Linked DNA regions of Sus scrofa: region 1 is linked to region 2. Evidence: chromatin contacts called from public Hi-C data. All regions are on one chromosome and are shown on one strand. Each heading gives the region's core, a stretch centred on a gene start, on an enhancer-like site or on the middle of the called end of the contact. The rest is flanking DNA. Distances are from core to core; before and after follow the strand shown. Region 1 overlaps LOC100737821. Region 2 overlaps LOC100737821.

Region 1 (6,091 bases), core at 3,528-6,027, 290 kb after region 2:
GTAGGTCGCAGATGTGGCTCGGATCCTTCATTGCTGTGGCTGTGGTGTAGGCCGGCGGCTACAGCTCTGATTAGACCCCTTGTCTGGGAACCTCCTTATGCTGAGGGTTCGTCCCTAAAAAGACAGAAAAGAAAAGAAAAAGAAAAGGAATGTGTATGTGTATATATATATTTGCATGACTGTGTCACTTTGCTGTACAGCAGAAATTGGCACAACATTGTAAATCAACTATACCTTAATTTAAAATAAATTTTAAAAATAATAAAATATCAAAAAATGTTGATATAGCCACACAACAGAGATGACTCAGCAATAATAAGGGAGGAACAACTGATACACATAGATGGCTGGCTCTCAAAAACATTGCGAAACTTAAAGAAGTGAGACAAAAGAGTTCCTGCTGGATGATTCAATTTATATAAAATTCTAGAACAGGCAAACTAATCTATAGTGACAGAAAGCAAATCAGTGGTCACCGGGGGCTGGGGTGTTAGACTGACGGCAACAGGGCACCAGGGATCTTCTGGAGGGTAATGTAAATGTTTACGTCTTGACTCTGGTGATGTATCCCTGGGCGTATACTTTCATCAAAACTCATCACCTGCACACTTAACATGGAAGCATGTATTACATGTAAATTTTATGTCGATACATGGATTTTTATTTTATTGTATTTTATTAATGATTTTTATTTTTTCCATTATAGTTGATTTACAGTGTTCTGTCAATTTCTACTATATGGCAAAGTGACCCAGTCACATATATATATATATACACATTCTTTATTTTGTTTTGTTATTTGTTTTTGTTTTTTGTTTTTTAGGCTTTTTTTGTTTTGTTTTTTGGCTTTTCAGGGCCACAACCTCATCATATGGAGGTTCCCAGGCTAGGAGTCTAATCGGAGCTGTAGCCGCTAGCCTACACCACAGCCACAGCAACGTGGGGTCCTAGCTTCGTCTGCAACCTACACCACAGCTTCACGGCAATGCCAGATCTTTAACTCACTGAACGAAGCCAGGGCTCGAACCTGCAACCTCATGGTTCCTAGTCGGATTCGTTTCCACTGCACCACAATGGGAACTCATATATATATATATGTTCTTAAGCAGGAGTTCTCATTATGGCTTAGTAGAAACGAATCTGATTAGTATCCATGAGGACTTGTGTTTGATCCCTGGCCTCGCTCAGTGGGTTGGGGATCCAGCATTGCCATGAGCTGTAGTGTAGGTTGCAGATGTGGCTTGGATCCTGCGTTGCTGTGGCTGTGATGTAAGCTTGCAGCTATAGCTCTGATTTGACCCCTAGCCTGGGAACTTCCACATGCCGTGGGTTCTGCCCTAAAAAGCAAAAAAAAAAAAAAAGGCAAGCAAAAGACTAGAAAGGAATCTATAAAAATGGCAATCGCTAGTGTAACAGGGTAGTGGTGGGATGGGGCTGTGTGGTCTATAATGTCATATGAAGGTGTGAAGTCCAGAGGAGAAAGCCATTTTCAATGGCTGGTTGAGGAATTCTTCAGGAAATAACTGTCTTTTAAAACTTAAGCTCCGTAAAGAGCTGTTTTGTGAAAAGATCTTTTTTTATGGTTCCTTCCTGATGGTGCAAGAATGAAACAAAAAGAACAAATTGCTTTGCAGAATAAAGAAAGAATTTTTTTTTTTTTTTGGTCTTTTTGGGACCGCATATGGAGGTTCCCAGACTAGGGGTCTAATCAGAGTTGTAACCACAGCCACAGCAATGCAGGATCCGGGCCACATCTGTGACCTACACCACAGCTCACAGCAATGCCAGATCTTTAACCCACTGAGCGAGGCTAGGGATCGAACCTGCAACCTCATGGTTCCTAGTCGGATTCGTTAACCACTGAGCCATGACAGGAACTCCTAGAATAAAGAAAGAATTTTGAGGAAGGAGGTGAGGAGCCCAGGAATAAAGAGAAACTGGGAAAGAGGTGAGAGGAGGAGGCAGAAAGAGGGGATTCTGGAGGTGAAAGGGGGATGGGACCTGGAGCAGGAGAGAGCCAGGGAGACTCTCCCGGGGATGGGCACCACTAAGAGGCTTTGAAACACAGGAAAGGCTACCATTCAGCTTTACATGGTTTGCTGTTCATGACAGCTGAATCACCAGTAAAAACTCCCTCCCACACCACTCCCTGCTGGGAATATCAAAGGAAAGGACCAACCACCTCTAGTGTGAGACACAGAGGTAAGGGAACAGGTGAAACGGGCCAGGTAAGCAGGCCAAGACTTCAATGCAGCCAAGTCATCCAATAGAGACAGAATACATGCATTCCCAGAGGGCAGGGAAGGACACTGGCTTTCCTCTTGCACATAGGATGGCTAGTCAAGCTATTTTCTTTTTCTTTTCCTTTTTCTTTTTGCGTTTTAGGGCTGCACCCATAGCATATGGAAATCCCCAGGCTAGCGGTTGAAATGGAGCTGCAGTTGCCAACCCACACCACAGCCACAGCAACTCGGGATCCTAGCTGCGTCTGTGACCTACACCACAGCGCACAGCAATGCAGGATCCCTAACCCTCTGGCAAGGCCAGGGATCGAACCCACATCCTCATGGATACTAGTCAGATTCGTTTCTGCTACACCCCTGCGGGAACTCTCATTCAAGTTATTTTCATTTAAGTACAAGTGCTCACCCTCAGGGATATGAGAGTCAAGGGAACAACCCGATGCCCCCCAAATCCCTGATCTTTGTTCATTGAGCAGGATTAAAACTTAAATCCTTTTGTGAAGACAGGGGCTGAATGTACTTGTTCTGAGGCTCTCAGAGGTGGTTAAGAATAAAATTATTAAGTCACATTGGAAAAAGAAAATCATATTCACCAGATCTCTTCTTGAAGAGTGTTCTCCAGGGTCAGAAGGAATTATTTGGTATGCCCTTTGGAATAGTATCAAGGGCTAACATTTACTGAGTACTTTGTTATATGGAAGACCCTCTTCTGAGTCTTTTTCTTTTTCTTTTTTTTTTTTTGTCTTTTTGCCTTTTCTAGGGTTGCTCCCGCAGCATATGGAGGTTCCCAGGCTAGGGGTCCAATCGGAGCTGTAGCCACCGGCCTATGCCAGAGCCACAGCAATGCTGGATCCAAGCTGCTTCTGCAACCTACACCAGAGCTCACGGCAACACCGGATCCTTAACCCACTGAGCAAGGCCAGGGACCGAACCCACAACCTCGTGGTTCCTAGTCGGATTCGTCAACCACTGCGCCACGACGGGAACTCCCTCTTCTGAGTCTTTTGCAAGTATTGAATCATTTAATTTTCACTAGAACCCTAGGAAGCAGATATTATTATTGTTCTTAGTAGTAGTAGTACTCTATAGATAAGAAAATCCAGGCACATAGAGGTTGGATAATTTACCCAAAGGCACAAAATTAGTGAGTGTTGGAGTTGGGATTTTATCCCAGGAAGTTGAGAAACCACTAGGGGCAGAAGGCTGTTTGTACTACCAGCTTCCAGGGGGGTATGGCCAGGGATGCTCAGTATCCTACAATGCATGGGACGGCCCTCACCACAAAGAATGATCAGGTCCAAAGTGCCATTAGTGCTGAGATTGAGCATAACCCACACTACACCTGGTATTGGAGCTTCCCCCCCCGCCCCCCCACCCACACACAAGCAATGCTATTGGTGTTATGCTTCCTTCTAAGGAGGTGGGTCTGGTTAACGGCAGGAATTTTGTTTTACTGAGAGGGCTGTGCAAATTAGGAGCCAGAGCCAAAGTGTTTAGGTCAATAAAGGAGCATGTGAGCACTTCGTGATGGAAGGGTGGCAGTGGAGAGAGGCTGCTCATGATGGTGGGAGAGGGGGTGATGGAGAAGGACCACATACATCCAGTGAAGATGTTTGGACAGCTTTGCTGGAAGGGGCGTGTGTAGCCCCTCTTGTAGTTCTCCAGCGACACTTGGTTAATCTGCGTTGCTTGATAATGTTTTGCATAATGGATTTTCCCTTGGAGGGAATACAAAGAGATGCAGAAGTATATGCCCTCCCCGCCCCATACACATATCACAGAATAGAAACAGGCTGCTTGCTCATGGGGGTTGTGAAAGTACGTGTCTCAGTCACTCCACAGCCTCCTGGAAAGGATGAAGATACCACATTGTCTGCATCCATAGCGCCAGCTGCAACACTCTGGCTAAGTTCTTTCACTCCCAAGTCATAGCTACAAGCGGATGACTCCTGAATGGGTATCTCCAGGCCAGACCTCGCTTTCGAGCTGCAGACCTGTTTATCCACCTTCTTCCTGGTGTCTCTACCCACTTCCCAGAAATCAGCATTTTCGAAACCGAACTCATGAACTGTCCTCTTTGTCCACCCGATTCCCACCTTCCTAGCTGTTGGAATTACCCTGCAGTGGTTGCTCAGCCAACAGTCATCAGAGCCCCCATCTCTGTCTCCAGGCACCTTCCCCAGCCAATCGCCAAATCTCTCTGCAAAGTACCTCTGGACCGTGACCCCCTTTTCCATCCACAAATCCCATGAATATGTGTCTGCTGCTGTCATGAATATTCAGGAGTGAAGTGGAAAGGTTAAAACACAGTTTCTCCAAATCAGTATCTTGGGCTTTTTCTGCCTCTAGCTTTATAAATGACCCAGAAAAAAAAGAACAAATGTAAATTCATGGTGAGTGCTGATGATACAGAATCATGTGGCAAGCTGGGGCCAGGGGCAAAGAGCAGGAAAGATTCATCATGACTTAGATCAGCTCAGCAACCGAGCTGACACATGGCCAATTAAGTGTGTTCATGGGAAGCACGAAAGAAGTCTGCAGTGAGGCTCACAGGAAGAAGGCAGGCGTGGACGAGCTGATTCAGAACCCGATGCCATCACCTCACCCGGAGAGGGAAATCTCAGCTTCGAAAACATGAACAGATAGGGTTGAAAAGGAAGCTTACATCCACCAATCTCAAGCAAGGATACCCGTCTCCCACCCTGTCCTTTCTAATATCAGGACAGGCATAATATGTTTTTCTGTTTTTGGGGGGGTTGGTTTTTTTTGTTTGTTTGTTTGTTTCCCCAAGGATTTCCTTTTCTCAGCCCTGGGTAGATGTGTTATTTTGGGGGAAGCTGAGTCCTCTAGACCTGTGAACTAAGAATTGTGGATTTTATGGAGCTAACAAGGATTTAGAGGCCACCAGAGCTAGGGTTCCCAAAAGTGAATTATAAACTTCTGGGGAACCTGGGAGCTGTTGTAAGAGATGTTTGAACCTGCATTGATACTATACCTGTCTGTGGACTGAATCAGCTGGGCAGGCTCAGTCTTTTGGGGCTGCAGATCTACCCTTATGTAGTTCAAGGTGGGTTTTAGACATCTATGAGCCTTTTGAAACTGAACAAAGTATTTTCATATGTATGTACCTTTGACAGTTTCCCTGGGGAAAAGGACTTTTGCATTTCAGAGGAAACTTCCTATCTGAGGACATGCAATGCATGACTCCTTTTTTCTTTTCTTTTTTTTTTTTTTGTCTTTTTGCCTTTTCTAGGGCTGCTCCAGCCTATGCCAGCGCCACAGCACCGTGGGATCTGAGCCGTGTCTGCGACCCACACCACAGCTCACAGCAATGCCAGATTCTTAACCCGCTGAGCAAGGCCAGGGATTGAACCCGCAACCTCATGGTTCCCAGTCAAGTTTGTTAACCACTGCGCCACGATGGGAACTCCCAATGCATGACTCTTTTTAAAATATATTTGATTCTGTTGTGGATAATAAACTACAAATTCATTTAAAGCACTGGAGGGAGAGAAAATGCCCAGGAGATCCCTAGTCTGGCGCTTCCTCTCCTCCAGAGAGTGAAACGCGTTAGCTTCTGACTAGTCTTCTCTGCTAAGGGTTTGGCACCTTGAATCATGTTCCCTCCAGACCAGCAGTGAAGCTTGGAGGTGAATGCTTGGCTCACAGATTCTTTCCTCGGCAAGAAGGTAGTTTCTTTCTCTTCCTTGTATCCCCTTTATCCTGTGGGGTCTCATTCAGAAGTTACATGAGCTCTCCAGCGTCCTCTAGCGGTGGCCCTTTCTGTCCCTGAACTCCTCCACTGTTTCTTCCTCCGTGGCCGGCAGCAATAAGGCAACATTTCCACT
Region 2 (5,948 bases), core at 744-3,243:
CTGTCCAGTTTTCCCAGCAATTCTTGCTGAATAGACTTTCTTTTTCCCATTTTATGCTCTTGCCTCCTTTGTCAAAAATTAGTTGACCATAGGTGTCAGGATTTATTTCTGGGTTCTCTGTTCTGTTCCTTTGGTCTGTATGTTTGTTTTGGTACCAGTACCACACTGTTTTGATGATGGTGGCTTTGTAATACTGCTTGAAGTTTGGAAGAGTTATACCTCCTGCTTAGTTTTTGTTTCTCAGGATTGCTTTGGCGATTCTGGGTCTTTTGTGGTTCCATATAAATTTTTGGATTGTTTGTTCTAGTTCTGTGAAAAATGTCATGGGTAATTTGATAGGGATTGCATTGAATCTGTAGATTGCTTTGGGTAGTATGACCATTTTTACAATATTAATTTTTCCAATCAAGGAACATGGAATATCTTTCCATTTCTTTATGTCTTCTTTAATTTCCTTGATTAGTGTTTTATAGTTCTCAGCATGTAAGTCCTTTACCTCCTTGGTCAGTGTATTCCCAGGTATTTGATTTTTTGGGGTGCAATTTTAAAAGATATTGTATTTTTGTATTCCTTTTCTAATATTTCATTGTTAGTATACACAAATGCCATGATTAAGAGAGAGAACTGGGATTAGAATTCAAGGAGTTAGTTCCAGGGCTTAGGTAACCACTAAAAAGAACCTCTTCTCAGTGCCATGGTTCCTGCTCTGCAAAGCTCACTGGAAGAGAGATACACGTAAATAGGCTCCATTTTGCAGTGAGACAAAGTTAGGGCAGCTCATATTACTATAGGGGGTTGGGGAGGGCTTCCTGGAAGAAGTGGCCTTTGAACTGAGTGAAGGAGAGTGAAATATTAGTGCTGGAAGCTGATGAAGGCAGAGGTGGGAGAGAGTGTGTATGTGTGTGTGTATGTGTGTATACTCTCCTGGGGAAGGGCATTCCAGGCAGAGGGAACAGCATGTGTAGGCCTGGACAGAGCAGAGCATTTTCTGGGCATTCTGAGCAACCCAGTATTTTGGAAGGTGGAATTTAGGGACGGGTGGTTAGAAAAGAAGCCAGGAACAGTGCCTGACATTTGGCTGCCATTATTATTTGATATATGAATGAACAAAAGCTTTTAGTGTTACAAATGCAATCATAAGACAAGCTCTTAGTTAACTGGAATGCTTAAGGCATTGTCCTTTGTAATTAGGAGGACTGGTTTCGAGCTTTGCTCCTGAATATGTGAGGAAATGTGTGATTCTAACTTCTTGTTATCAATTAACACAGTTTAGCAAGCCCAGTTGAGGCTTTCAGGTATCCTAGGTAAGCCTTCAAATGTTATAGGTCAGTACCTATTACTAGGTCATTACCTCCTATAGGTCATTACTGGAGCTGTTAGTGCTGCCGGTTGAGAAATTTAAATAAATTTATTCCCTCCAGGACACATGCGGTATAATGTGGTTATTTACACTTAGGATTGATTTGTTTTCAGTTAAGATGGAACTATTATGAATTAATTTTTTTTATTGATTCAAACTCATTCATTAGCATCAGGAACAGACAGGACTTTTGGCTCCTTATGCGGAGTCAGCAGTCGCTAGAATGTGGTTTTGTTAGACAGAGGTTAAGGAAGAGAGAAATATGAGCCTGGCAAATGAAGTAGTTAGCAGTGCCTTAATTCTTACCATGGTGGTTTTTTGGCCTTGTCTGGTTGGGATATTGTAGTCATGATGCTAAGAATAAGGTCACCACATGGATCTGCTTTAACCCATGTTCAGGGCTAAGTCCACAAATGCTGCTCCTCCCCGGGGAGCATGGGGATGATTCATAGCTAACTCCTCAAAGCAGTTCAAAGCGGGAGGTCTAACATACTCCAATGGCAGTGGCTCTGTAGCTTCCTCTTTGCACATCAAATATTTATTGGGAACACTAATAGGTATAGCAAGGGGTCTGGTGAGCAGAATTTCCTGAGCCCCAGAGAGAACTGGTGTGCCCTTGTGTGCCGGTGCTGTCCCTTTCCATTGGACAACCTCTAGCCTTTGTGGCCACAGCAGGGGGTGGTTAAGTCAAGAAGGGAAGGACTAGGGATTCCCTTCTGGCTTCAGGGAGAGTTTTCTTTATTCCAAGCCAGGACTCATTTTAGTCCTGGGGATGGGGTTGAGGGTATTCAGGGGCGATAACAAGTCCCATCTGGCTGCTTAACCAGTGGAAAGTTGCTAGTGGGGAGAGAGATGTGTTTTTGCCATCTTGAATTCAGACTCATGGGATGTTTTTCCTACAGGATCCATGCTGTAAATGATATTTAGGTTTTTGAGGTAGCCCACGAAACTGTATTTGCCTCAAATGTTAACATGGATCTGAAGATGAAATGTGTTTTGGGTTATATTATGGTTCTATAAAAGGCAATATTTTTCAACCTTTTTCCCCCTGCAGTGGAACTGTTCCTTCAGATGAATGTACATGGAAGTGCAGTATTTATAACAGATAAATGCAGAACTACTCTGGTTGAAGAAGAAGTCAGCCTCATGGTTGCTAAGTCTTGATCCCATTCTTTCCTGTGATGGGGCGTTGTCCGCCTTTACCTCTGCTTTGTGAGGAGGATGGGTGGATACACATCTTAAGGTCAGAAGGGATAATGGAAGGGAATAAACTTAGCAACAGGGAAAAAAAAAAGGGGGGGGAAACCAGTGGTTCTAAAAACTAGTCTGTGGATCACTGTGGTCTGGGCATAGAAGAATCACTTGGGAAATGTAAAACAGATGAATTAAAAAAACAAAAACGAATACAAAACGATCTGGGGCCATTCCTCAAAATTCCAATTCACTTGCCCTTAAGTAGGTCATAGAATCTGTACATTAAAAACCTGTTCTGGGAGTTCCTGTCATGGCTCAGTAGTTAATGAGCCTGACGAGCATCCATGAGGACGCAGGTTTGATTCCTGGCCTCACTCAGTGAGTTAAGGATCGGGCATTGCCGTGAGCTGTGGTGTAAGTTGCAGACCCGGCTGGGATCCTGTGTTGCTGTGGCTGTGGCTGTTGCCGGCAGCTACAGCTGATTTGACCCCTAGCCTGGGAACTTCCTTCCGTATGCCTCGGATGCAGCCGTAAAAAGCAAACAAACAAAAAAACCTGCTCTGGAGAACCGGGGTATTTGGAAACCTGGATACTATTCTGCCTTCAGCTCCTGGCTGCCTCCTATGGCAGAAGGTGTCTCTCTCAACGCAGGGAAGGAGGCAGATCTGGATATGACGAGAGGATCCCAAGGAGGGACAGGAGTTTCTTCTCTGCTTTAGGTTTGCGCCCTACATTCTGGCTTCTTGTTTGAAAATCTGTCCCATTGCCACTGATTACCATGAGAAGTCTTCACAACCTTCTCCACACAGGGCTGTGGCCTCACCCTCTGGCTTTAATGGAAAAAAACACAACAGAATAAAATGCGTTTAACCAAAGTGAAACCACTGATGGCAGCTGAGGGATTGTTTTCTTATTACTCATCTGGGGACTGTTTCCCTGATGTCTAAGTTTTTTTGCTTTTTGTTTTTTTTTTTCTTTAGAAATGTGCTCTAAGTCTAAGGATCCATTTAAAGGAAGAATCACAGCCACTAAACTTCCTGGAAAGAACCATTAAGACGTTGTGTGGCTCTGTGTTTTGTTAATGTTGACAAGATGATCCTCCTGATCCTGGGTTGTTCCAGAGTCAGGCAAAAGGAAGCCCAAAAGGTGGCTCTGAGGAGAATGTGAGGAATTATTGAGTCCAGCAGCTCCTCCTATTGGGCCCTTGATGCCTGCAGAGCCCTGGGACTTCCTGGAGTAATTATAGGACATGGAAAGACCAGCAGTTTTCTGCGCTGCCTAAGCTAAGAAAGCTTTGTGTGGAAGCATAGTTTTTAAAGTTTCATTTTAACAAAGTAACAGGCTCATCCTCATCCTTGACTGCTTTAGTTTTCCAAGGAGCCTCCTAAGAGTTGGCCAGTTTTCAATAGGAAGACAGTGCTGGCCCTTCCTTACTATAGATGGTGTTTCCAGAAGGGCTGATGGGTGTCTGTACCCTTTCCATGTTCTACTCAGGCAGTCCGGTGATATAGAGCCTGGAATGGGCTCTAGAGTAGACTCCTCCTTGGGGTGGCCTTAACTCTCAGCCTAAACCCATGACCTTGATTGCATGATCAGTCAGGAACCAGCCCCAAGCCAGGTGATAAAATCCTAGTTCCCTGACTTACTTGACCTTTTTTTATTTTCCCCTTCCCCCCTCTCTGTCTTCCTCTTTGAATTCTTTCTGTATTCTTCTGTGGAGGGAGCCTGTGTTCAAGTCCTGTCACTTGCTGGCTGTGTGACTTTTAAGTAAGTCCTTTAACCTTGCTGGCTGTGTGACTTTAGATAAGTCCTTTAACTTCATAAAGCCTCAGCTTTCTCATCTTTAAGTTGGAATTACAATAGTGCCAGTCTCATAGGGTACATAAGAAGTCAGGACTGGTTATGTAATTTGTGGGGCACAGTGCAAAATGAAAATGTGGGGCCTCTTGTTTAAAAGTTAAGAATTTCAAAACGGTGATAGCAGAGCATTACACCAAGTGCTGGCCCTTCTAAGCATAAGACCGTGTGTCACCTCGAAGGTCACACACCCATGATGCATGGATGGAATCAATGAGATAAGAAGTTTTACTGTTACTGGTACTATTTTTATGTCTCGCACTTCCTTTTTGTGCTCTATAGCTAAATATGCCCTGCTCCATCAAAACACACACCCATGTATTATTTAATTGTTCCTAGGGTCCCTTAAGTCTATGGACTTTTTTTTTTTAATTTCTTGCTTGATCCCAATGACAGAAATCACTAGGTGTAAGGAAAATCATTCAGAATGTCTCCATTTATATATTCTACGTTTTCTTTGATCCTTTTCCATGTTTATATCTGGGTTTGATTATACCGGTTCATTTTGTATTCTCTTGATTTCCGTGTTGTTCCATAGTTTTCCTAATTTAGTTTTTAAAATAAAATCACTTTAAAAATTAATGAAATGTCTGTTCAGTGTTCACACTTAAAACGTGGGTTCTAGGTCCTAAAGGAGACAGAGGCTAGGGAGGGAGGAAACTAGAAAAAACCAAGAACTGGAGAGAAAGACACAGGGAAGATTTCAAAGGGTTCAGTGTTTTTGGTGAGTGCGGTTTGGGGTCCTAGATGAGTGGAGAGCATACTGGTTAACAGTGATGATAATAATAGCTAACGTGTTGTGCTGAGTACTTTATGGAGCTCATTCCATTTGATCTTTGCAATGACTTAAGACAATAGAAGTGACCGGTATCACACAAGAGGGTACAGTAAACAGAAGAGGAGTCTAAGGCCTTGGGAAGTTAAGTAGCTTGCCATACTATTGGTCATATGACTGATAAGTGTTGGATCAAAATTGCAGCTACTCAGGCAGGTTACTGTAGAACTGGTACACTTGAGTGCTTTGTGCTTTGTTGTTATGGCTATTATTGCGACTGAATTATTTTAAAGCAAGTTCCAGTCCTTGTAGCATTTGGCCCCTTCATACTTTATTATACATTTCTAGAAAATATGGATATTTTCTTATGTAACTGTAGTACCATCATGATACCTAACAAAATTAGCTGTTAATTCCTTAATATTACATATAATCTAATCATATTCAGATTTCCTTGATTATTTCAAAAATGTCTTTCTTTTTTAATTTTTTATTATTTTTATTATTTTTATTTATTTTTTGTCTTTTTTGCTGTTTCTTGGGCTGCTTCCATTGGTATCCGAGCCTCGTCTGCAACCTACACCACAGCTCACGGCAGTGCCGGATCCTTAACCCACTGGCAAGACCAGGGATTGAACCTGCAACCTCATGGTTCCTAGTCAGATTTGTTAACCACTGAGCCACGATGGGAACTCCAAAAATGTCTTTCTTTAATCTTGATTCATACACATCAGGATGCAAATAATGATCTACACATTGCAA

Evidence for each region. A called contact is a pair of places that touch in the nucleus more often than the background predicts.
Region 1: a contact with region 2 is called in a Hi-C map of fibroblasts, with 1.7 times the contacts expected there. The contact joins two enhancer-like sites. A contact is called at or near these places in 2 of 47 Hi-C or Micro-C datasets (embryonic fibroblasts and fibroblasts).

What each region holds. Positions count from the first base shown.
Region 1 is chr2:28,821,689-28,827,779 of Sscrofa11.1, forward strand. LOC100737821 reads left to right here. Exons shown (of 11, transcript XM_021083225.1): 11 at 5,497-6,091. Among named protein-coding and RNA genes, the nearest start is that of RCN1, 110 kb to the left of the region's middle. Within about 2 kb of position 4,778, at least 5 of the 83 cell types and tissues checked have an H3K27ac peak or open chromatin away from gene starts, as enhancers often do. A contact at or near this core is called in embryonic fibroblasts, where this site is marked.
Region 2 is chr2:28,537,773-28,543,720 of Sscrofa11.1, forward strand. All of the region lies in intron 1 of LOC100737821, which reads left to right. Among named protein-coding and RNA genes, the nearest start is that of WT1, 130 kb to the left of the region's middle. Within about 2 kb of position 1,994, at least 9 of the 83 cell types and tissues checked have an H3K27ac peak or open chromatin away from gene starts, as enhancers often do. A contact at or near this core is called in embryonic fibroblasts, where this site is marked.